Regions from separate parts of the Mus musculus genome. Here region 1 is linked to region 2. Evidence: chromatin contacts called from public HiCAR-type data. All regions are on one chromosome and are shown on one strand. The core of a region is the stretch at or near the end of the contact, and the rest is flanking DNA. Distances in the headings are between cores, read along the strand shown.

Region 1 (5,978 bases), core at 2,795-5,294, 2.5 Mb after region 2:
AGCAGAGCTAGAGAGATAAAGAAGGGATTTTGAAGATATACTTCCTCTGACCAGACCTCACTTCCTGTTCCGCTATGAACAGTATCCCTTGATGAGGTTAGCATCCTCATGATCTCACCATCTTCAATAGCATCACCAGTGAGGGGATACATGAGCCTTTAAGGCACATTTCAATCTAATCCATAACATATGAATTTCCCCAGTTTTATTTTGCTTACAATAAAGCACAGATTTTGTTACTTCCTTATGGCCAGTAATTATAATATGCCATTTTAATCCTAGCAGATTGCATTTATTCCATTTAATAAATGTCGTGGAGCTACTAATTATGAAGAGCCAATGCATATAAATGATTTGAAATAAAATGCTTAAACATTGGGTCCAATATTGTGGTAGCTTTTAAACATGCCCTCTACGCCGATTTGTTGAAAGTCATTGTGGCTGCAATAGAGTATGATTGAAGTGACCCTCTCCCCACTTCCTGGTCCACAGTTTAAGGAATGTGAGGCGTTCTCTTGTCTCTTGAAACGTTCTGACTTATGTCCATTCAGTATGCTGGGAGAAGCCAAGCCGATACATAGCATGTTCTGTGCAGTTGGTGCGGCAGACAGCCCCAGTGACTCAGCCAACTTCCAGCATCCATTGCCAGACAGACTCTGAGCAACTTTGTTAAATATTGAAAACGAGCTGTAGTGATCCCAGTCACTGTAGTAGTCCTGTTGATGCTGAAAGGAGGAGAGGCAAGCTGTTCATAGTGAGGTCTGACAAAACTTTTGATTCGTAAGCAAAATAAATTATTGTTCTTACACTAAAAGGCTACACTTAGAATGTGTTATGTAGAAATCAATATGTGGAACAAACATCACCCCACTGACTGCTGTGATAGAAGTGACCAGTCAATTAATTAGCAAAAACTTATGATGTATCATTATTTATAACGTACTGAATTTGGAAAGGCTTTTTGTCAGTGTCTCCTAAGTGGAGATTGAGAGAAGGTCCAGAGATTTCTAAATACAAGAAAAGTGGTAAAAGTTGTTTGTTTAAGGATGTGGGAGGCATGGGACATCTGGACTGCTGTCATAGTTCAGAAAAAAACTAGAGTATATGAAGTGAAGGGGCAAGCAAGTCCAATGCATTAAGGATGTAATGGTAGTACTAAGGTTAAATATTCCTCCCTTAGAGCGCCTCCCATTCTTAAACATTCTTTCTCACTTTTTCTTAAGAATTCTACATTTGCTCTATTTTAAAAAATGAATTGACTTTGAAGGGAGGAGACTCTCTGCACACCCATAATCGGACAATAACTTAAGGACTCTCTTCCTGATATGTATCCTATATTATTTCTAACATATAGATACCTCAAAGGTATAAGGAGTTAATAAATATTTATTGACTCATTGGCTGATTGAGAAATCATATAAGAGTTTTGAAGGAATGATATCATATTTATATGTTAGAAAAATCAGTATGTAATATAAAGTAGTTAACAGATAGGTTGAGTGTATTAATTAGTTTGGGTTATTATAATAACAGAAAAATTTCCAGAAGCTACTCCATTTTACACACAGATATCTTTGTTTATAATATAGAACAGTTTTAAAAATCAATTTAATTAAAGGGATATGACATTTCAAAATTAACTGTGGAATTTATTAAACATATTATAGAAACATTTTAATGTGAAATCAAGTCTCTAAAATGTCTTTTAAGAAACTGTTATTAAAAATAAAATGAGTAATTTCAGTATTTTAGGTAATATGGCAAGTTAACCCCAAAATACAAAGCCATGCCACCTTTTATATTTGCCTTTTCTTGTACATATAACATTTCTTATTTTTAAAACCTCTATTTCATAGCATATTACATAATAAAGATCCCCAATAGCAAAGTCATTCTTCTATGTCAGAATACATGGTTAATGTTATCCATACTAATATATGTTATTTCTGATTTTCACATATTGATGATTCAAATTTGAAAAGTAGTGTTTTGCTAGGTAACAACCTAACAATTTGATTTTATTACTGGATTAGAAGCATGCCCAAATATATTTTCATAACCATCTGGCTCTGAGTCAGGGCAATTATGATAAGGTACTTAAGGCACTGGCCCATCATTTTAAATGGATAAGTTGACACTTAATTCTGTCAGCGCAGTAATCAAGAGAAAAGTCTATTGAGAGACGATGCTCTGCTTCCCATACCAATAGTGGGAAGATTTTATACTTCTCATAATGACACAAAAGCACTTCAAAAATCTTAAGAAAATGGTGGCGTTAATGTCTGACATTTGTCACATTTTTATATTTTAACTCCACCCCTTTGAAAGAAAAATTATGCTCATTAAGTTACTCAGAAAATATTTTCGTTCAGGTTGTTTAAAATTGTAGAATTTTTTCACATATATTTGAAGGCTTTTTTTTTTTTCTTTTTCAGTGCCAAGGTCAGAACCCAGAGCCTCTCACATTCTAAACAAGTACCCCATCACTGAGGCTCATCCTCAGTCAGTCTTTAAAGCCTTTTAAACTCTTATCCACTCAGATGTCTATGTAAATACACATCTATGCTCTTACTTTCAATGGCCAAATAAGTACAATTATAACTATTGATTCCACTTGAGTGCTTACTATATGCTAGACACTATTACAGGGGATTTGCTTCTAGTAATTTATTTCATCTTCAATGGTTTGTCATTTCCGTTTCTTATTTATGAGGAAACAGACAGAGGAGTTTGTCCAATCTCTTTAATGTCGGACAGTTTAGCGGTCATCAAAACTTTGATATTGTAAACAACGCTGCCATTAATATCTTGGTTCATGTTTTAAAAGACTGTAAGATTTAAAATTCAGAATAACTGGAACCAGAGGCACATTTCCAAAAGCTGGCTATATACTTCCCATCCTTTCTCTTAAGAATGCTGTAATTTATACCCCATCAGGCAACTTTGTTTCCCATCCCTTGGATTCTTTTAGTTTTAAATGACTGAAAACGTTAACCGATGCTTTAGTTTGCTCCTCTTCCTCCAAAATTCGACTTTAACTGTTTAGTAAGCAAGCTGTTTGTACTGTTATACAAATCTTGTTGACATGTTTATAAGCTTCCCTTTTTGTAAGGGTCCCTATTTGGGCACTTTTTACCGAATCTCAGTGCATGTGCAAGACCGACTTGCTAACTTTACGTAATATTTCCAAGAGATGATTCTTTAGATTTCACATGATTTAGAGGACAATGTGTGTGTGTGTGTTGGGAGCTGGGGAGGGGGCGTGCGTTACATACATATGTACAAATTAGATCACCAAATCAACATTTTAAGTTGCCAAGAGTCCTCATCAATGTCTGGCTCCATTTTTCATGTGTGTGTGTGTGTTTTTTTTTTTTTTTCAATTTCTGCCGTTGGGTGTGCGTGCTTATCTCAGGCTGAGAAGGTCTAATCTTCTCAGGGACTCAGTGACTGCACGTTTAGTCAGTCGGAGCCCACACCCAGGAAGGCTCCCTCTGATCTCAGGCTGGGGAATGAGCCAGCGTTACCTCAGCCTCTCGAGAGGCTGTGCGCCTCGACACTCCCTCCAAGGGATTCAGGCCAGCTCCACCAGCTCACATGACTCCAATCCCAGCAACTTCCATGAACCCTCGACGAGCGCGCTCAACATTTTCCTCGGGTAACCCAAAGGACTGCCTGACTTTCTAGAGGGATTGCAACATCACAACAACCCATCGAATAAACCCAAGGAGTTAAAAATTAAGGGTTTGGCTGGACCCAAACTGAACCCTCTCCCTCTCCCAGTCTCTTATTCACTCTAGAGGCTCTTAGTCGGCCTCGGTGCGCCTGAAGGACCTCGTCCTCCCGAGACGCCCGGGGACATGGAAAAGCCGAGAACCTAGCCGCTAACCCCACGGGCACGCGGGAACTCAGCAGAGGAAGAGACAGCGGCGGCTCATCGCGTGGGCCTCGGCGGAGGCGGCGGGCTCTGGCCAGACCCGGAGCGGGCAGTGTTCAGGCAGCGCTCAAGTCGCCTACATTCCCGACACGCCCCGCGCGGGGGCCTGTTCCGCTTCTCGGCTGTTGCCGCCGCCGCCGCCTCTGTTGCTGGGGTGGGTGAGAGGAGGGGCTGAGAGGGACCCTGCACTGGCAGGCAGGCGCCCTTGCTGTGTTTGTACCTGAGGGGCCTCCTTTCTCCGTCACCCCTAGAGTGCCGCGGGGTCGAGGGGCAGTCCCCGGGGACACCTCGGCACGCAGCGGACATGCCTCTCTTTGCCACCAACCCCTTCGACCAGGATGTTGGTAAGTGTTTTCACCGCCCCCCGTGGGTGCCCCCCGAGACTGCGAGCCCGCGCCGACTCCCGTCCCACTGCGTTCGTTCATTCTGGATTCCCGAGGCCGAGCCCACGTTCTTCTCTCCCGGGGCCCCTTCGTTCAGAGTTGGGAGAGGGTTGAGCGCTTGGCGCATCCTCTTTGGAAGAAATGGGACTTAGAACCTCTCTAATGGGCCTTGGTAAGGGACTTGGGGAGGGGGAGCTTTGAAGGAATCGCTTAAGGGATTCGGGGTAAAGGGTTGCCTCGGGAGGAACAGACGACGAAGCCATCTGCCGCTGGGGCATGGCTTCTGGGAGAAGAGCGAAGGACAGACGTATCTTGGCTTAAGCAGATTGATTATATGCTCTATCGCCAAAGTATTTGCCTGGCCCAATGGAACTGGCAGAATGTTTTAGGTAAGGTTACTTAAAGGGTTTTTTAAATAGCCCTATAACGGTCCCTGGAGGAGAGAGGTCTGGTTACGTACTGGTAGGTTGAAATGTTGGAAGAGATGGAGATGGATTACTTGGCAACAACTGAAAACGCAGACATGAGCCTTTGGGATGCCTTTTTCAGGCTGGGCCTCTGCCTTTGGGGAAGTGTGGAAGAGGATTTTGATTCTAGGATGGGGTCTGAAATGCTAAATTTTTTGTTGTCTGAATCATTGGTATTAGGTACCAAGCATACCAATTTAACAGGTTAGCTATCTATTTTTCAGACCTGATTTGAATTTCTTGAAAGAATTTTGGGATGTTTTTGAATGCATTACATTGAACTACACTGGCAGCATAGTGTGGAATGAAAGCGAACCAATACCATCCAGTCCCACAGGCTGAATTTAAGCATAACTGTAGTAAAAGAATGTAAGGATAACTTGTGAGAGTTACTTTATGAATTTTGTTTATTAGAGGTGAATTTTACATTTTGCCAACTGGAGAAAATGTACTATTACTGCCGCTTCCTGCCTGGTTCATAGTGATTCAGTTGAATGTCCTGAATCTGAGCTGTGGATGGAACTTTAGAAATCATCAATAGTGCTAAATAAGTAATGAATTGGGAAATTGTGTTTAATAAGTGCTTAGCACCAGTACTTACTGAACACAGTGTTCATTGACAAGAAATGCAACCATGAAGACCATCTCATTGCGGCTCTTTGGCTGTTTTACAATTTGTTACATCAGTCTTTAGGACAAATGCTTATAATAAAACAATATTTGCTGCCTCTGTTCCTGGCACCTATAGTGATCCTATATGATCTTGCTTTCTGCTAATCAGTCACACTTATATTCTCCTGGCTTGTTCCTTTTTGTGGTATTGGAAATGGAACCCAGGGCCTAATATGTATTCTTTCTGTTTTTTTTTTTTGAACTCACATTTGCAGTGGATTCAGATGGATTTCTTGATGTTAAACCTGTTCTTGCTACCTACACCGCCCAGTCCAAACACAGGCCCCTTCTTGCCTTTATACTTTTGTTTCTGTTATTTCATGTGTCTTTCCACACATATGTCCTCATGCTTTAAGGTCAACTTAGAGTCTGACTTGTTGTACCTGAATTATTTGCTGATTCCTGCAACCTGGAGTTTATAAGTAGCAGTGTTACTGACAGTTTGGAATAGATAAAATCCTTAAGGAGGTTATGCTCTATACATGAAGGCTGTTAACTTTGTATTTGCTCTTCACTCAG
Region 2 (5,933 bases), core at 1,718-4,217:
TTTACTTAACATGTATGTATATATGTTTGTATGCATGTTGGGGTGGCTCTGATTATTCTGCAAAGCTCAATTCCAAACTTCTTACAATAAACTAGCTGGGACCCAGCCTAGGCCAGAAGTCCCAGACTATTAGGACTAGGGGTATGAAAACAGCATCTGTAAACAGTTTGCAGTCAGTCTCAGGCATGCTCCAGTCTAAAGCCAGTCTCATGGCTTTTTTTAATTCCCACTCCATGAATGGTCCTGCTGTTTCCAAGAGCCAGGAGAGGCAATCAGCTCTCCACCCCTCGCCCACCCACTCTTTTCTACGTATCCAGCAAGGGGGCAAAGAGCAAGCTTAAAGGAACTCAGCGGACTTGCCCTCTCCTGCCCTGGGCCTGTTCTTACCTTGGCCTGAGTGAGCGCCGCCTTCTTCACCTGGAGCTGGGACTGCAGGAGCTTGAAGTTTTTGGACCAGCCTTCAGTTTTTGAGTCACTGGTCTCCACTCCCAGGTCATCATATAGGGACATCTTTTTGGTTTAATGCTGAAAGACAAGCAGGGACAGAGATTAAAAGATGCAAAGCAGAAGCAAGTTATGAATGTCTCTGTGTTAAAACAGCTGCACCATGGACCCTCCTGTCACAAATGCAGGGTTCTTTCTAATCTGCAAAACTATACTTAGGCACTAGTTTAAAAACAGTCCTCAGCCTGGCGTGGTGGCACGCGCCTTTAAACCCAGCACTTGGGAGGCAGAGGCAGGCGGATTTCTGAGGCCAGCCTGGTCTACAAAGTGAGTTCCAGGACAGTCAGAACTATACAGAGAAACCCTCTCAAAAAACTAAAAAAGAAAAAACAAACAAACAAAAGTCCTCAGGGCTCTCATGTAGCTCAGGCTGGCCTTGAACTTATCACAAAGACGAGGTTGGCTTTGAACTTGTGACTCTTTCCTACACCTCTTGAGTGCTGGGATATGCCACTATGTCCAGCCTAGAATTAATTCTCAATCTAAAAGACTATGGTGAACTGACTTATGAGTCAAATCCTTCAGTTATAGAACTGATAATGGAGTAAGACGGAAGCTCTCTATGTGGGGCATTATTAACTATAAAGTTCCAGGTGCCAAAGAGATGGCTCAGTGGGTAGGAGTACTGGTTGCTCTTCCAGAGGTCCTGAGTTCAGTTTCCAACAACCACCTGTAATGGTGGCTCAGAACCATCGATGAGTCCCAGGAGGGCCAGGGCTGTTACAAAAAGAAACCCTGTCCATAAATAAATAAAATCCCTCACAGGTGAAACCCTGTCCATAAATAAATAAAAATCCCTCACAGGTGTGGCCAGCCATTGGGTTTTAGTAGATTCCAGATGTAGCTAACCAAGAGTAACCATCACAAGTCTAAAAGTCTACCTCTGTTAGCTTGATCCACACCACAATCATATCTTATACTCAGGACTTAATGATGTTTTACCGAATCATTTATACCCTTCCGTGTGTAGCTATGCCATCTCTGATAGTTCACATTTCCCATCCGTATTACCAAGATACCATTGGCCAGGGACTGTTAAAAACAAACTAACCAGAGTAACTAAAGCAAACAGCGCAGCAGATTTCTCTACTGTTCTGAAAGACTTGTAGAATGACCTACTAGAGGGAACTCTTCCCTGTTGGAAAGATGTGTGAAAAATTTATGCGGGGGACAGGTGGTGGGGGGGAGGAGGTACATAATAACAAATCAGGGGGTCAACAAGAACCCATATGGTAGGAGAAAAATGACGCCTGTAGGAAATCACACATGTGATTTCCACGTGTGGCTTGTCCTCGGAACTCTTAATCTCCTGCCTGCACCTTCCAAGCACTGGAATTCCAGACATATTGCCACCCTGGGCTCCATTACTCATATTTACTAAAATTTGTTATCTCGAAATGTTTACAGCTCAGCCCAGTATAAATGTGTCCCCATGATTTAAAAGAGCCACCTGTTGCAGAGAGACAGGCCTCACCTATTCCCAGAACAAGCAGAATTATAACAAGAACTTATGTCAATGGTCCCCCCTTCCTGACTTCTCAAAGGAAGGTCTGACTGATCACCCTTCTAAGTCCCTCTTCATCCTCTGTCACAGCCTTAAACTGCAGAATACTCTACAGCGCTTCTCTGCTCTTGCTTTCCCTCTTCCTCATAGGTGCAGCCTTTCCACTTGTAATAAAACTCCTCTTCCAGGTCTTTCCAGCTTGTAATCTGGTTCTTCGGATCAATCCAGGCCTGGGTTTTCCAACGAGCTTCTTAGAGATCTAACCCCTGGAGAAGCACCTTACTGAGCTTGCAGCACTCATTCAGAGCACAACTGGTCCAAGCAGAAGAAGCTCGAAAGCTAGCGGAGGGACATGAACGCTAAAACTCCCCTTAGCGCAGGCCTGAGCATGCCGGGGGTTACAACAGACACTCTCTGTCCCGGTGAGACAACGGCCTCAACCTTCACTTCAGGTGCTCTGGAAGGAAACAAGTTTTGGGGTTTGTGTTTTGGCTTCTCCATTCCTGAGGCCCGACGCAGTCTGGGTTACTGCGGTCTTGCGACCCAACAACTTGGTCTGGGCATGGGCCATGAAGAGGAGAAAGGTACTTTCTTCACTGTCAAGAGGATCGGGACTGGTGAAGGGGGGATCTAGGTGGCCCGGTGGAACGTGGCAGGCTGAAGGAGCCCAACGTGGAGGGCTGGGAACCCCCCGGGCAGCTCGGGGTGCCCCGCCCGCATCCCCGCGCCCCTCACGGCGCGGCCTAGAGCCGCGGCCTCGCGTCCAGCGCATCCGTGAAGGCGCGCACACCCGAGTCTACGTTCCGGATCAGACCGCCTGCCAGGGCCGCCGCGGCGCCACTCACCCGGCCTTCCGAGACGATTGTGCCCATGGGCCACGGCGGCGGCAGCGCGGAGCCCGGCCGCCCTGCGCGGAAGCCCGCCCACCGCCGGAGTCCGCCGCAGCGCCGAGCCTCCACGGAGTCCGCAAAGGGATGCACCGCGCGGGGTAAGAGAGCGGAGGCTGCCGGGAGTCCACGTCTGCGCCTGCGTGTGACTCGCGGAAGCAAAGCTGCACTCTCCGGCTCGCACTGCACCCTGCTGACGGGAGGACTACATTGCATCTCCTCTCTGCCGGCCAAGAGATGGCGCCATTGGCACAAGGTTTCGAGATTCATGTGCCTTCTGACCTTGGAGTAGGAGCCGAATCCCCTACTAGGCTCCAGGTATTCACTCCCAACTATTCCCTTATATACTAAATGGTGGAAATAAATTTGCAGGCGAGATGTTGCAGAATCTAATAGCATTAAAAACACACACTGAGCTAGGTCTTCAGAGAAAGAATGTAAACACTATAAACCTTGCTCGCTTGGAATAAAAATGCAGCAAATGGCAAAAGAAAGGTCAGAGAAACCAGGGCTTTGTGTAAATATGTTTTCCCCATATTTTTGGTTGCATGTAAAAATTATTTCAAGCTATAGCTGGACAGTTGTGACCCATGCCTTTAATCTCAGCCCTTGAGAGGCAGAGACAGAGATTTCTGAGTTCAAAGCCTGCCTGGTCTATATAGTGAGTTCCAGGACAGCCAGGACTACACAGAAACCCTATTTTGAAAAACAGCAACAATAACAACAACCCCCCCCCCCCCCCGCAAAGGGTGGTGGTGGTGGTGAATTCAAGCTGAAAAATGTATCAGTCAGGGTTCTCTATAGTCAGAGGACCTATAGACTGTCTATATATATTAAATGAATTTATTGCAATGATTTACACTCTGCAGTCCAACTAACCTGACAATGGGCAGCTGTGAATGGGAAACCCAAGAATCTAGTAGTTGCTCTGTCCCACGAAGTAGGTTGTTTCATCTGGTCTTCTGTCTAAGCTACAATCTGAAGAAATCGGTTCCAACAGAGATGCTGTCAAGTAAGTGCAAGAAGGTGACGAGGAGTGAGTCAATCTTCTTTCTCCCAATGTCTTTATGTCCTCAAGTTCCACACCTGGATCCGGAACTTGCTTTGTCCCAGGCTGGCCTTGAACTCAGAGAACTGCTTGCCTCAGTGTCCTGGGATTAAAGTTGTGCACTACCTTGCCTGGGCTGTCTCATGATCTCCATGTCAAGATCTGGGTCAGCAGCCTGTGTCTTCCAGCCTCAAGATCCTGTGTGCCCTCCATTTCTGGATTGTAGTTCATTCCAGATGTAGTCGAGTTGAAAACCAGGAATAGCCATCATAAAACTGTGGAGGTGGACCTTACACAAGTGAACACACCAACATTATAATCTGATTTACAAGAAAGTGTTCAAATAATTCTGAAAGTGCCAGGCGTGGTGGCACACGCCTTTAATCCCAGCACTCGGGAGGCAGAGGCAGGGGGATTTCTGAGTTCGAGGCCAGCCTGGTCTACAGAGTGAGTTCCAGGACAGCCAGAGCTATACAGAGAAACCCTGTCTCGAAAAGCCAAATAAATAAATAAATAATAAAAATTTAAAAAATTTTAAAAATTCTGAAAGCTTGAAAATGCAAGCCTGGAATAAAGTACCAGCTTGTGGCAGATAAACATAAAGAAATCAGATAGCAACACCATGTGTGGGTTGATTAAAAGTTTGACATGACATTTTATAATACAATTCCTGTTGAAAAAAAAATAAAATCTGTACATCAAAAAAATACAATCTTGTTATTCATAGTAAACACTATAGGAAATAATAAATAGGGAAAAGGAATTAACACACACACACACACACACACACACACACACACACACATGTAATAGTTGAGATTTTGTTTTTGTGGGGCAGAAGAGAACAGTTAAGAGCACCAGCTGCTCTTCCAAAGGACCTGGGGCTCTTTATAACCTACTTAGCACCCACATGACAGCTCACAAACATCTGTAACTATAGTCCCAGGGGATCTCATGGCCTCTGTGAGTGACAGTCACAGGTGGTACATAGACTTATATGCAGACCAAACACCTGCACTCAAAAAATATATTAAAAAAAAAAAGAAAATTGAAGCTTTAAAAAAAAAATCAATTTTGTAGGTTTACTATTATAGGCCTTCTTTTGGCTTTTTGGTTTGTTTGTTTTGTTTTTTTATTGTTTTTCTGTGGGGTGTTGTTTGGTTGGTTTGGGCTTGGTTTGGTTTGGTTTTTTGAGACAGGGTTTCTCTGTGTAGTCCTGGCCATCTTGGAACTCATTCTGTAGACCAGGGTGGCCTTAAACTCAGAGATCTGACTGCCTCTGCCTCTTGAGTGCTGGGATAAAGGAATGTGCCTGGCTTTTTTTTTTTTTTTTTTTTTTTCGTTTTTCTGAGACAGGGTTTCTCTGTGTAGCCCTGGCTGTCCTGGAACTTACTTTGTAGACCAGGCTGGCCTCGAACTCAGAAATCCGCCTGCCTCTGCCTCCCAAGTGCTGGGATTAAAGGCGTGCGCCACCACGCCCGGCATGCCTGGCTTTTTTTAAAAAAAACTTTGTTTTGTTCTATTTCTAGTTTCATAGTTACCTATTTCTAGTTATATAACCTCTTAGCTCAATGAACTTATTCTAAACTTTCAATGAACACAGTGTTTTTTTTTAAAGTTTATTTATTTATTTTATGTATATGGGTACACTGTAGCAGAGCAGATGGTTGTGAGCCTTCATGTGGTTGTTGGGAATTGAATTTTTAGGACTTCTGCTCTCTCCAGTCAGCCTCGCTCACTCAGGCCTGCTCTCTTCAGTCGGCCTCACTCACTCAGGCCCAAAGATTTATTTATTATTATACACACTGTAGCTGTCTTCAGATGCACCAGAAGCACCAGAAGAGAGCATCAGATCTTATTATGGGTGGGTGTGAGCCACCATGTGGTTGCTGGGATTTGAACTCAGGACCTTTGGAAGAGCAGTCAGTGCTCTTACCCGCTGAGCCATCTTGCCAGCCCGAACACAGTGTTTTTATGTGAGAAGTGGAAA

What was found. HiCAR-type assays count read pairs that join an accessible place to other places.
Region 1: a HiCAR-type map of astrocytes shows a contact between it and region 2, with 2.6 times the contacts expected there. The contact joins the promoter of Stam here to the promoter of Rbm17 in region 2. A contact is called at or near these places in 1 of 39 promoter capture datasets (pre-B cells) and 1 of 115 datasets of contacts at active chromatin or transcription factors (astrocytes).

The regions. Positions count from the first base shown.
Region 1 is chr2:14,070,056-14,076,033 of GRCm38.p6, forward strand. It overlaps Stam (signal transducing adaptor molecule (SH3 domain and ITAM motif) 1), which reads left to right and starts at 4,045. Exons shown (of 14, transcript NM_011484.3): 1 at 4,045-4,281. The coding sequence starts at 4,242. Stamos (signal transducing adaptor molecule (SH3 domain and ITAM motif) 1, opposite strand) reads right to left here and starts at 3,879. Exons shown (of 2, transcript NR_038162.1): 1 at 3,528-3,879; 2 at 278-725.
Region 2 is chr2:11,600,232-11,606,164 of GRCm38.p6, forward strand. It overlaps Rbm17 (RNA binding motif protein 17), which reads right to left and starts at 2,968. Exons shown (of 12, transcript NM_152824.1): 1 at 2,854-2,968; 2 at 388-525. The coding sequence starts at 510.